Regions from separate parts of the Mus musculus genome. Here all the other regions are linked to region 2. A link is a contact called in public HiChIP or PLAC-seq and promoter capture Hi-C data. All regions are on one chromosome and are shown on one strand. Each heading gives the region's core, a stretch centred on a gene start, on an enhancer-like site or on the middle of the called end of the contact. The rest is flanking DNA. Distances are from core to core; before and after follow the strand shown.

What was found. HiChIP or PLAC-seq counts read pairs in DNA pulled down with a chosen protein or histone mark. Capture Hi-C pulls out chosen DNA fragments and counts their contacts.
Region 1: a contact with region 2 is called in a promoter capture Hi-C map of adipose tissue, with 2.4 times the contacts expected there. The contact joins the promoter of Trpv4 here to the promoter of Pop5 in region 2. A contact is called at or near these places in 1 of 15 datasets of contacts at CTCF or cohesin (large pre-B cells), 2 of 115 datasets of contacts at active chromatin or transcription factors (memory CD8 T cells and pancreatic cancer cells) and 3 of 9 other capture datasets (adipose tissue, embryonic stem cells and liver).
Region 3: a contact with region 2 is called in an H3K27ac HiChIP or PLAC-seq map of embryonic stem cells, with 2.9 times the contacts expected there. The contact joins the promoter of Gltp here to the promoter of Pop5 in region 2. A contact is called at or near these places in 1 of 39 promoter capture datasets (pre-B cells), 3 of 15 datasets of contacts at CTCF or cohesin (the NIH/3T3 cell line, embryonic stem cells and large pre-B cells), 6 of 484 Hi-C or Micro-C datasets (B cells, the G1E-ER4 cell line, muscle stem cells and 3 more), 8 of 115 datasets of contacts at active chromatin or transcription factors (the SCID.adh cell line, T-cell acute lymphoblastic leukemia, bone marrow-derived macrophages and 4 more) and 2 of 9 other capture datasets (adipose tissue and liver).

What each region holds. Positions count from the first base shown.
Region 1 is chr5:114,656,228-114,659,887 of GRCm38.p6, forward strand. Trpv4 (transient receptor potential cation channel, subfamily V, member 4) reads right to left here and starts at 2,194. Exons shown (of 16, transcript NM_022017.3): 1 at 2,115-2,194.
Region 2 is chr5:115,234,189-115,237,580 of GRCm38.p6, forward strand. It overlaps Pop5 (processing of precursor 5, ribonuclease P/MRP family (S. cerevisiae)), which reads left to right and starts at 1,663. Exons shown (of 6, transcript NM_026398.4): 1 at 1,663-1,696.
Region 3 is chr5:114,688,994-114,692,717 of GRCm38.p6, forward strand. It overlaps Gltp (glycolipid transfer protein), which reads right to left and starts at 1,942. Exons shown (of 5, transcript NM_019821.2): 1 at 1,766-1,942. The coding sequence starts at 1,868.

The sequences.
Region 1 (3,660 bases), core at 944-3,443, 580 kb before region 2:
CACTACCGGGTCCCCCCCAGCCTGGGGACCCCTGAGCTCCCTGAGTCATTCCCTGCGATTGTGTCCGCTCTACAGCTAAAAGGATCTTGCTATACCACACAAACAATGGTGGCATCTCCCCCTTCCCACCCACCCCCCAACTTTCAGAGCTTCTAAGTTGGCCTTGGCCTGGCTCACACAACTCTGGACAAACGGAAGTGTCTCTGCTCCCCACACCCTACATCCCCCAGCGCAGAACTGGCGAGACGTGTCTCAGCTAGTGCAGGTCCCTCCTAATGCCCTCTCCCCCAGTCCTGTTTTTATTCTTCAAGGTGCAGCCCAGTCACCACCTTGATCAAAGGCACCCTGATGCCTTCTGGATCTGTCTTCCTCCCTCAGGCATGAGACAGTGCTGCCCACCAGGAGCTGCAGCTGTGGAAGGGACGAGAATGGGGCATATGAGCTCGGGTCACACCCCTCACACGATAACTAGGCCAATCTCAATCTAAGGGGCCAGCATCCTGTGGTACCGAGCTTCCAAGAAGCCCCTACTGGGGACAGGGAAGCAGGTGAGGGCCAGAAGAGGAGGAGGCCTTCCTTCTTGGACATACGGCATCTGGATTTCCTCGAAAGTCCAGGCACCTTCTCGGGGCTCAGAGGAATCCTCCACCCAGGCACACCTCAGACTCCAGTGGATCTCACACAAATGTCCTCTGATGCCACCATCCCTTCTGGCTTCAAAGAGAGTCTGAGCAAAGCCAAGAAGGATGTTTGCCAATTGTGGGGAGCCCCTGCTCCCAGAGATGTCCGAAAAAATCAAGAAGGAGGGGGGAGGTCTCCCTTGGTCTTCTCTACAGCAGACAGGAGGAAGGCATTAAAACGGCCTTTTCGCCAGGCAGTGGTGGTGCATGCCTTTAATCCCAGCACTTGGGAGGCAGAGGCGGGTAGATTTCTGAGTTTGAGGCCACACTGGTCTACAAAGTGAGTTCCAGGACAGCCAGGACTGCACAGAGAAACCCTGTCTCGAAAAAAACCAATAAATAAATACATACATAAATAAATGCATAAATAAATAAAATAAAATGGCCCTTTCCTATTCTCTGTCAAGACAGTGTGGAAATGGAATGGCCAGCTCAAACTGCTGCGGCAAACCCCTCCAGGGCTCCCTCAACAGCCCCAGAATGTGTTCCCATAACAATATTAAAGAAGTACTGCGGTTCAGGCAGCTAGGGGACTAGACCAAGGTCACACCGCAGAGGAGGGCAGAGCATGCCCAGAGTCCACCCAGACTGTGCTCCTAACATAGTGATGACTGACAGACACCTCACCTTGGGCAGCACCAGGCCTGAGCTGTCCCCACATGGCCAACAGCCAAGGCATTCGGGCTCAGCTCTGCCAGGATTTCTTACCTCGCTGAACAAAGATCACATGCGATGTGCGCTCAGAAGTACAAGGTTCGTGCCACCCCCTCCCCAGTCCGGGCTGAGGACTTCATCCCTCGGTACTTCCTAACCCGGGCTGTGGACAGGCCAGTGGGGAGGGTTTTCAAAGCAGCCAGCCAGCGCCCAGGTTTCAGCTCACTAGGCTCCATCCTTACCCCCAAGCCTGGGTTTCTTCATCTACACAGGGGACGGGGCACGGCTGGGCTGGGCCCTTCTGGAATGGAAGACAGTCCCAAGGGAGTCTGAAGTTGGATTTTTCAGTCAAATGGGGAGTTTGGAAATCTCTTCCTGTCCTAGGAGGCCACTTCGAGTCTCCAGGGTAAAACTAAGGTTAAAGTTTTGCATCCTCTCCCCGGCGGGGCCATCTCTCTGAAACTCCAAAAAGCAGCCCTGGAAGCTGCGGGCGCGCAGTTCCCTCCCACGCGCCCATCCCTGCCACGCGCCCTACCTAAGTGGAGCTGGTCCGGGGTAGGTGGCCGCCCCTGGCCTTTGGTTTCGGGACTCGGGTCTAGGTGACCTAGATCTGCACCACACTCCCCCAATCCCAGGTCGGCGCCCAATCCACAGGTGACTTTCGTGGTGGCGTCGCCTCCCGCTATCCCGCGCGCGGCGGGGACGGCGAACCTCGAACCCCGTCATTGGGAGGGGTCGCGAGGAACTCGCGGATCCCTTCCCCGGAGCAGCCCCACTCACCTCAGGACGCGGGCGCAGCGCCGCCGCTTCCTGATCCCTCCGGCCGCGTCCTCCTCCTGCTGCGCTTCGGCCGCGCCGCCCCGCGGGGTCCCGCCCACCCGCGCCCGCCCACCCCAGGGTCCTCCCCGGCCTGCGCGCCGCCACCTGGCTCGGTGCCTCGCTCTTCCATTCATCCCTGGTTCCTGCGCCCAGGCCGTCGCCTGCCCAGCCCGGGAACCCGCTTGCCCGGCAGCTCACACCCATCAAAGGCTGGTAGAAAAAAGCCCGCGAGGCACACCGGGCACTGGAGAGGACTCCCCGCCACCCACCCACACACTACCCACCAAGCCACGGCTCTCCTTAAGTCTGAACCTCAGAGTCTCCATTCTGAACCTCCACCTATAGCCATCATCCGGAAGATGCTAGGGGCACCAGGTCTTTACAGAGCCCCTAACATCACCGTTCCTTTTCCTAGGCTGGGTGGGGGACTGCCTTGGTGAGCCTAGCGACTTCCTTGCGGTCCTTGTTCAGCCTGCCCGCAGCACAGTACTAGGGATGACCAGCCTGGGCAAACAGCAGGCCGGGGGGTGGGGTTGGGGGTGGGGTGTAGAAAGAAGGATTGAAGGGGCCTAAATAAAAACCAACATGGCGACCAACTTAAATCTTAATAGCTAACTCACTAATTAAGCTGTGTGTTTGGAGCGGGGTGGCATTGGCAAGTAAACCTCTTTTAACTGAGCCTGAGGTGAGCTGGGCCCACTTACAGTTGGGAAACAGGCCTGGATAGGAGGGTGGGCCTCCGCAAGCCACTGCCTTGGGGTGGGGAAAGAACATCGCTATTTGGGTGGCCGTGGTCTCCAGCAGAGTGAGCTGGCAGCTGTCTGGCAGCCGTGAGGGGGTGTGCGCGATGCCCCCTTACCTCCCCGACAGGAAGCCTGAAGCTCAGGCCTTTCACACCTGAAGTTGGGGCTGAACGGAGGCTGAGGCATCCATCAAAGAGGCTGACTTGTTCTTCAGGGTGGGGAGGAAAGAACCCTCAGCACTTAGTTGCCTTGCTCACCCAGTCCCATCTCACAGACTGGGAAACTGAGGCTCCCATGCAAAAGAGACTGTGGCTCGGCCTAGGAGGCTGGTGATTGACAGCTACAAGGACACCCGGATAAAAATTCTGCCCTGCCACAGATTAGGTAATGCCCCTACGTGGATGCTTGGGGTTCTTCAAGAGGACCCTGAATCTAGTCAACAGGGCCAACACCTGGGCTTAGCAGATGCTTTTACAAGCTTGGGTTGAGGGCCCTGGCCTGGGAGATGGCTCAGTTTGGTAAAGTGCCTGCCGGGTAAACTCGAGGCCTTGAGTTCAGCCACCAGAATCCAGATTTTAAAAAATCCCCAATGTGGTTCCACACATTCACGATCTCAGTGCTAAGAAAGTAGGGGCAGGCAGATCCCGGGGGCTCAGAGACCCTGCCAAAACACAGCGTGGATGACCCTGAGAAACTCCTAAGGTCGACCCTCTGGCTTCCTTCCGCATCCCACACACCAAGAGCTGGTTGAACAAGGTATGCCA
Region 2 (3,392 bases), core at 413-2,912:
GAGTTCAAATCCCAGCAACCACATGGTGGCTCACAACCATCTGTAATTCGATCTGATGCCTCTTCAGGTGTATCTGAAGACAGCTACAGTGTACTTACATATAATAAATAAATAAATCTTTGAGCCGGAGCGAGAAGGAAGCAAAGATTTAAAAAATTTTTTAAAAACAAGACATCATGTATATTTAAGAGGCATTTAACTATACAAATTATTTTAATGACTTAAAAAAATAAAAACAAACAAACAATCCAAAGGGAAAAAGAAACAAGTAACTAGGCTTAAGGATAGACTTAGAGGCGCACAGGGTAGTGGCTGCTTAAGGATAGACTTAGAGGCACACAAGGCACACAGTGGCTGCTGGGAAAACAGCCACGCAGGTTCAAGTGTCCTGGGCCAGCATCCTGTGTGGCTGCAGCATCTAGACTCTTTAAAAGAGACTCCCGCGATGCCAATGTGCCTGAGAAAGCATCAGGGCTGGGGGTGTATCTTGGCAGCAGAACCCTTGCCTAAGCACCCACAACATATTCCCCAGGACCTCAAAATAAAAGCACCCTAAAACTGGGCCTAGTAGTTCATGCCTTTCATCCCAGCCCCCCAGGAGGCAGAGATGGGTGGACCTTCCATGAGTTTTAAGGATAACAGGATCTACATAATGCCACACACACCTCCTGCCTCCTGCCGCTCCCATGTAATTAAATTTATTTAGGAGGAGGCACGTGTACACATACGGAGGTCGGAGAACACCTTTCTAGGGCTTCCTATGCCAGTCCCTGAGATCCAACTCAGATCTTGATCAGGGCTTGACCGCAAGCTCCCTTCCCCATCGTCTCACCTGACCCCTGATTGATCATTTTAGCAACTATCCCAACCTCTTCTTAGACAGTTATCTAAACTTTTAGTCTGATAACGGTTTCGTTAGTTGTTTCAAAGTAGGTTTTTGGAAGGCGTAGCCGGAGCTAACCTTTTGGGCCAGCAACGTAGCAGTGGGGGCCGACAAACCCAAAGTGTGGGGGGGGACCCCCAAACGCCCACTCACCCTGATCCGGCCCACGCACACCTGACCATCTGACCTGGGCTAGGCCCAGTCTTTCCATAACCACGGTAATAAATAGTAAGCGAAACCACCCCAGGATACAGGATGAGGGCGGTGGGTGATGAATGGGCTCGACGACGCACAGGTTTGGGCTCAGCGGGGATTAGGCTCCATCCCCGCGTGAGTCATGCCTGCGTAGGTCCGCCTCTCTAAGCCTCAGCCCCTTCCTCCGCCTGACGCCGGCCCACGACTCCCGCCCCCGCGCGGCGGGGACCCGGGTGATTGCAAACAGCCGCCGGCCTCATTAGGAGACGTGTAATTAGCGGCTGGCGGAGCCGAGGGCGGGGGCTAATTACCACCGGGAGAGGCTGCGACGACACGTCGCCGCCGCCGGCCCACCGGGAGGCGTCTGGCCCGCACTTCCCGGCTGGCCCGGATCAGGGTGCTTCCTCTGGGTGACAGCCGCTCGCCGTTGTTTGTTTATTAGGCACCCGCCCTCCCGTGCCGGTGCAATCCCACCTACACCTCCATCCTAATAATTCTTAATAATCGGAACTAGAAGGGGAAGCTCTGCTTTGGAGACGCGGTGTGGTCCCTGACAGCACCGGGCCGGAGGACGAAGACCGGGGATCCGAACCCACGCCTGTGGCTACGTTACAGCAGGTGGGCAGTGAGCATCGGAGTGGATCCGAGCAGGGAGTTTGGAGACCAATGCTTTCAAGGTTAAATTCTGGGCCTGGGCCCGGACCGCATCTATAAAATGGTCTCAGGGTTAGGATAAAGGCACTGGTGCTATTTTTAGAGAGTGGGGAGTGTGGCGAGCTACACAGTGGGCCTCTGGCACCCCCTACCGGCCGCTGGCTGTGGACGATGATTGCCTCTTGATTGCAATAGTGAATGGCAGTCTGCGAAGGGACATCTGTGGTCCCCTAAAGCTGTGGCTAAGAGAAGACTGAAAACTGATTTCGGATCTTGTAAATAGTCAGCTGTGAAATATAAGTCTTGCTTTACGTTACCACACCTGGCCAGGCGAGGCCATGACAGCTGTACACATAACGGAGGTCCTGAGAACCAACTTCCCAAAGTCGTCCTCTGATCGCCACCTCCGGCCGTGGCAAATACGCACCTCCACATTTCTACAACAAATAAATAAATCTAATTTTCAAAAATGACCCTGCTACAAAGCCAGGCACCAAGAAACCCAGGATAACAAGAAAATCTGTAGACAATGTGTATTAAGGCAATGCTGACCGACTTAGTGGTGCACTTAAAACATGCAATACCGAGCACGTGAGGAATGTCTGTAGCAGCACCGGCGACAGGAAAATAGAGTCAAGCAGCGGACTTACAGGCATGTTGCATGCTTAAAACATATATGTCCAGGCCAAGGCCTGGCAAAACCTATCTCTCCAGAAATGGGGATGATGGCTCCTTCCCACTAAAGGTTTTGGCAAGGGCCTGGGAATTTGGGGAGCACTGAACCTTATCTACATCTTAATAGGGTGGCAGTCACACAAATCCACCTCACTGAGTCACACCATTAAGAATATGCACTTAGGGCTGGTGAGATGGCTCAGTAGGTAGGAGCACCTGACTGCTCTTCTGAAGGTCCGGAGTTCAAATCCCAGCAACCACATGGTGGCTCACAACCATCCGTAATGAGATCTGACTCCATCTTCTGGATTGTCTGAAGACAGCTACACTTACATATAATAATAAATAAATCTTTAAAAAAATATGGACTTAGGGGCTGGAGTGAAGGCTCTTCTGAAGGTCCTGGGTTCAAATCCCACGTGGTGGCTCACAACCATCTGTAATGAGATCTGATGTTCTCTTCTGGTGTGTCTGAAGAAAGCTATAGTGTACTTAGATATAATAATAAATTTTAAAAAAGAATATGCACTTAACATGCAAGATAAATGAAGTGTAGCACACCCCTGTAGTCCTAGTCCTTAGGAGGCTGAGGCAGGATTGCTTTGGGCTCCAAGCTAGCCTTAGGTAGATAGAGTGGGACCCTGTTTTTTTTTTTTTTTTTTTTTTTTGTTTGTTTGTTTTTTAAATGCTGGGCAGTGGTGGCGCAGGCCTTTAATCCCAGCACTCGGGAGGCAGAAGCAGGCGGATTTCTGAGTTCAAGGCCAGCCTGGTCTACAGAGTGAGTTCCAGGACAGCCCGGGCTACAGAAAGAAACGCTGTATCAAAAACCCAACAACAACAATAATAATTTATCATTTATTAATCACACAAAGGTATTCAAGGGAATGGGCTAGAAAAACGCATTAAAAACCTTAACCCTCTGTTCTTCATTTTAAAACATAATCCTCTATTCTTAACAGAAAACAGAGGGCTGGGTGTGGTGGGA
Region 3 (3,724 bases), core at 692-3,191, 540 kb before region 2:
GGGTGACTCGTCTGCCTTAGCTTCAGCTGCCTCCTTCCATCTCTTCCCAAACCAGCCGGACATTTAGGCACTAGGGGTGCCCCCAAGTGCAGCCATGCCACGTTGGTGAGGGACAGGGAAGTCATGCCACCACCACTGTGGAGCTGCTGATGGGTTGCAGCACCCTTTTGTGGCTTATGTATTGAGGGGCATTGTACCCAGAGGGTGCTCTGTAGCATTCTGCTCCACCCCTCAACGACAAAGAACAAAACCATCTCCACAGACAAGCAGATACTGCCCCCCCACCCCCTCTAAGGAACAAAACTGCCATCCCTTGAGAAGCACTGGCTCCAGCAGATTACGAACCCAGGACAGGCTGGCTCGAACTAGCAACTACTCAGAAAGCCAAGGGCACAGAAGACATAGTGTTGTCGGGGCTGGGAGGTGACTCAGCAGGTCACTGTGGAGCCCCATGACCTGAGTTTGGTTCCCAGAACCCATATTGTGGAAGGAGAGAACAAACTTCCGAAAACGGTCCTCCAGCCCCCGCCTGTCTGTCCCCCCCCCCATGCCAACACACACAAATAAATATATTTTTAAAAACAACATAATGCTGTCATAAAAACCAAAGCTAACGCCAACAGCTCCCTCTCTCTGGAGATGCAATCTGATCTACAGCTGAGATACAGGCGAAAAAAAGCAGGTCTTAGGCATGCCACGGGTTGACAGAGCACCCACTGGGCAGTGCTGGAGCTTTCTCAGCCTCTGAGAAAGCCTGAGACCTGCTCTCGGGATGCTCCTCCAGGCTGGCGCATTGGGCCCGAAACTAGATTCAAGAACTTCACACAAGTTCCTTTCCACAGCTAACACCCACCCTTCACAGGCTCTCATTTAGTCCCCACCCCCAAACCTGCCATTTCACAGATAGGGACTCCAAGACACAGATCTACATGGCCACACACGCCCTATCCCCACCAGGGGTTGAGTGGGTGCCAGACCTCCTCAGGCTAAGGCGGTTTCAAGGCTCTGTCCAAGTATTTCAACTGGACTCTGTACCCGGGAGCTGGTGTCATCCTGCAAAGTCACCAAGTGAGCTAGCAGGGTAGGGCGCTGGGAGCGTCCCCACCAAGAAGAAAGCTGGGCTCAGGTAGCAGCACCCTCTGTGAACCGCAAGGCAAAGGGCAGGGCAGGAGGCATTAGTTTTCCTTCCACTTTACAACAAGGTCTTAGGCTGGAGGAGGGGCGGGGAGAGAACGCGCCTGAAAGTGGCTTGGGGACTCATTCCAGCGCTCCTGGGAGGTGCTTCAACTTGACATATGGAAGACCGGACTTTTTCCTTTTCGAAAGGGGGTGGGGATCCGAGCTAAGCACCCTGCAGCTGACATCACCCCCACAATCCAGCCCCCTTTCCCAGATGGGGGAAACCCTTTTCATGACTTCCTCTAAAAAGGGCCCTTGAGTTTTGCAGCTCCATCTTCAAGTCCTTGGAGGTGGTGGGGTGGGATGGGGGTGTTCTTTGGTCTGGGATGGGAAGAGGCTGGGGTGGGGGGTAGGGCTTATCGTTCAGAGTGAGGGTGGGGGAGAATTGAGAACCATTCTGAAGGGGGCGGAAAATGAAGCCGGGGATGAAGATGTTAGGCGCAGCCGGAGGGCTGATGAAGCATGCCCACGGTGCAATAGCAAGCGGTGTTTGGGTGCAATGGATGACAGGGAGTTAAGGGCCCGGGTGCATCTGAGGAAGAGGGATCTGGGCAGGTGAGGAGGACTGGCAAAGCCCGGGACTCACCAAAGAAGGGCGGCAGGTGAGCCACAGCCTCCAGGAAGGGCCCGGTCTCGATCTGCCGGTCTGCGGGCAGCGGCTTGAGCAGGTGCTCGGCCAGCAGCGCCATTTCGGGGTCGAGGCCCTTGGTGATGCCCCAGCCCGCGCCGAGGGCGTCCGCGCCCGGGCTGTCGCCGCCCGCCGCCTCCCGGGACGCCAGCGTCGCCACTTCCGCCCGCGCCTCGCAGCGAGCGCCGAGCGCCGCCCGCAGGCCGGAGCCATGGAGCACTCGGCCCCGCCCCTCAGGGGCTCTGCCAATGGGCGCCCACCGCCGCGCCCTTCCGACCAATCGAAGCCCGCCGCCCCCGCAGCCGCCGCGCCATTGGTCTGGAGGCGGGGCTTAGCGGAAGCGCGGGCGTCTTGCACCTGGTGAGCCGCGCCCAGGTTGGGATGCTCTGGCCGGGTTTACAGCTCAAACCCTGACGGGGCCTTGTTTCCCAATCCAGGGTCCTCCAAAGTGCCAGGTTCGCGCCCCACAGCCTACACCCCGGCTCACCTCAGCCACAATGCAGCCTAGCTGCTGCGTCCTGAAACACAGAGCTCAGTGTGTTTAGGGAACACTCCCTAATTCCATGGAGAGATAACAGCCCAAATTCCAAGTGGAGAGCCTGGTACTCCGCCCACACTGAGTATTCAGTAATCCTACTCTGCACTGCTGCTGCTCCGTACTGTGATGGTCACGGAGGATAGAGTGACCATGGCGCTTAAGCAAAGCCTTAAATTGAGGGAGCCGGAGAGCTGTGAGCGGTGCACGGGAAGGGCGAGCAGGGGCTGGGAGTAATTTGGGCAGTGGTGGCGCACGCCTTTAATCCCAGCACTCGGGAGGCAGAGGCAGGTGGATTTCTGAGTTCCAGGACAGCCTGGTCTACAGAGTGAGTTCCAGGACAGCCAGGGATACACAGAGAAACCCTGTTTCGAAAACCAAAAAATAAAGGAAGGAAGGGAGGGAAGAAGGGAGGGAGGGAGGGAGGGAGGGAGGGAGGGAGGGAGGAAGGAAGGAAGGAAGGAAGGAAGGAAGGAAGGAAGGAAGGAAGGAAATTAGTTGTGGTTCATAGTAAGGGCAGTGAGAAGATGTCTAGGGGCCAGAAAAGCATATACTAAATCTTGTTAAATGATTTTAATTTACCCTTTCAGGAGGCAGATGGCAGAAAGATTGACCCAAACTACAGGCATGACCCCAAGAAGTCGCGGGCGGGGAAAGATCCGACCGTCCTTATCTCTTGCATGCCCAGTCACGTTAGATCTCCTACTGATAGGTGCCCAAGCCACCAATTTCAGCTTGTTCCCACCCCACCCAGACTCCCCGCCTCGGGCATCCCAAGATGCAATCTTCCTACAACAGCCTCCCCAGTGTCCCAGCTCTGCCAGAACCCCACCCACCTTTGGGAAGACTCCCTAATTCCATGGAGAGATAACAGCCTGCACTGGGGCCTCTGGCTTCAGAGAGAATCCTGATGGCTCAACCTGCTCCATTCCAGCTGAGACACTCAGAAACCACATGTGACTCGACACAAGAAAGATGGATCTTTTAGATAGTAGCTTGGTGTCCTGAGACAGGTCTTGAAAGTTCACCCATCCATTCATCCTTCCCTTTCTTCATCTCCCCATCCCTCCCTCTCTGCCTCCACCCGTCCATCCACCCGTTTGTCCATCCACCCGTTCGTCCATCCACCCGTTCCTCTACTCATCAGAAAGCACTTGCTCTAGAGTTGACTCCTTTTTTGTTTGTTTGCTTGGGGTTTTTTTTGTTTGTTTGTTTTTGTTTTTTTGAGACAGGGTTTCTCTGTGTAGCCCTGGTTGTCCTGGAACTCACTTTGTAGACCAGGCTGGCCTCAAACTCAGAAATCTGCCTGCCTCTGCCTCCCAAGTGCTGGGGTTAAAGGCCTGCGCCATCAAGCCTGGTTTAGTTCTATTTTTCTTGAGACG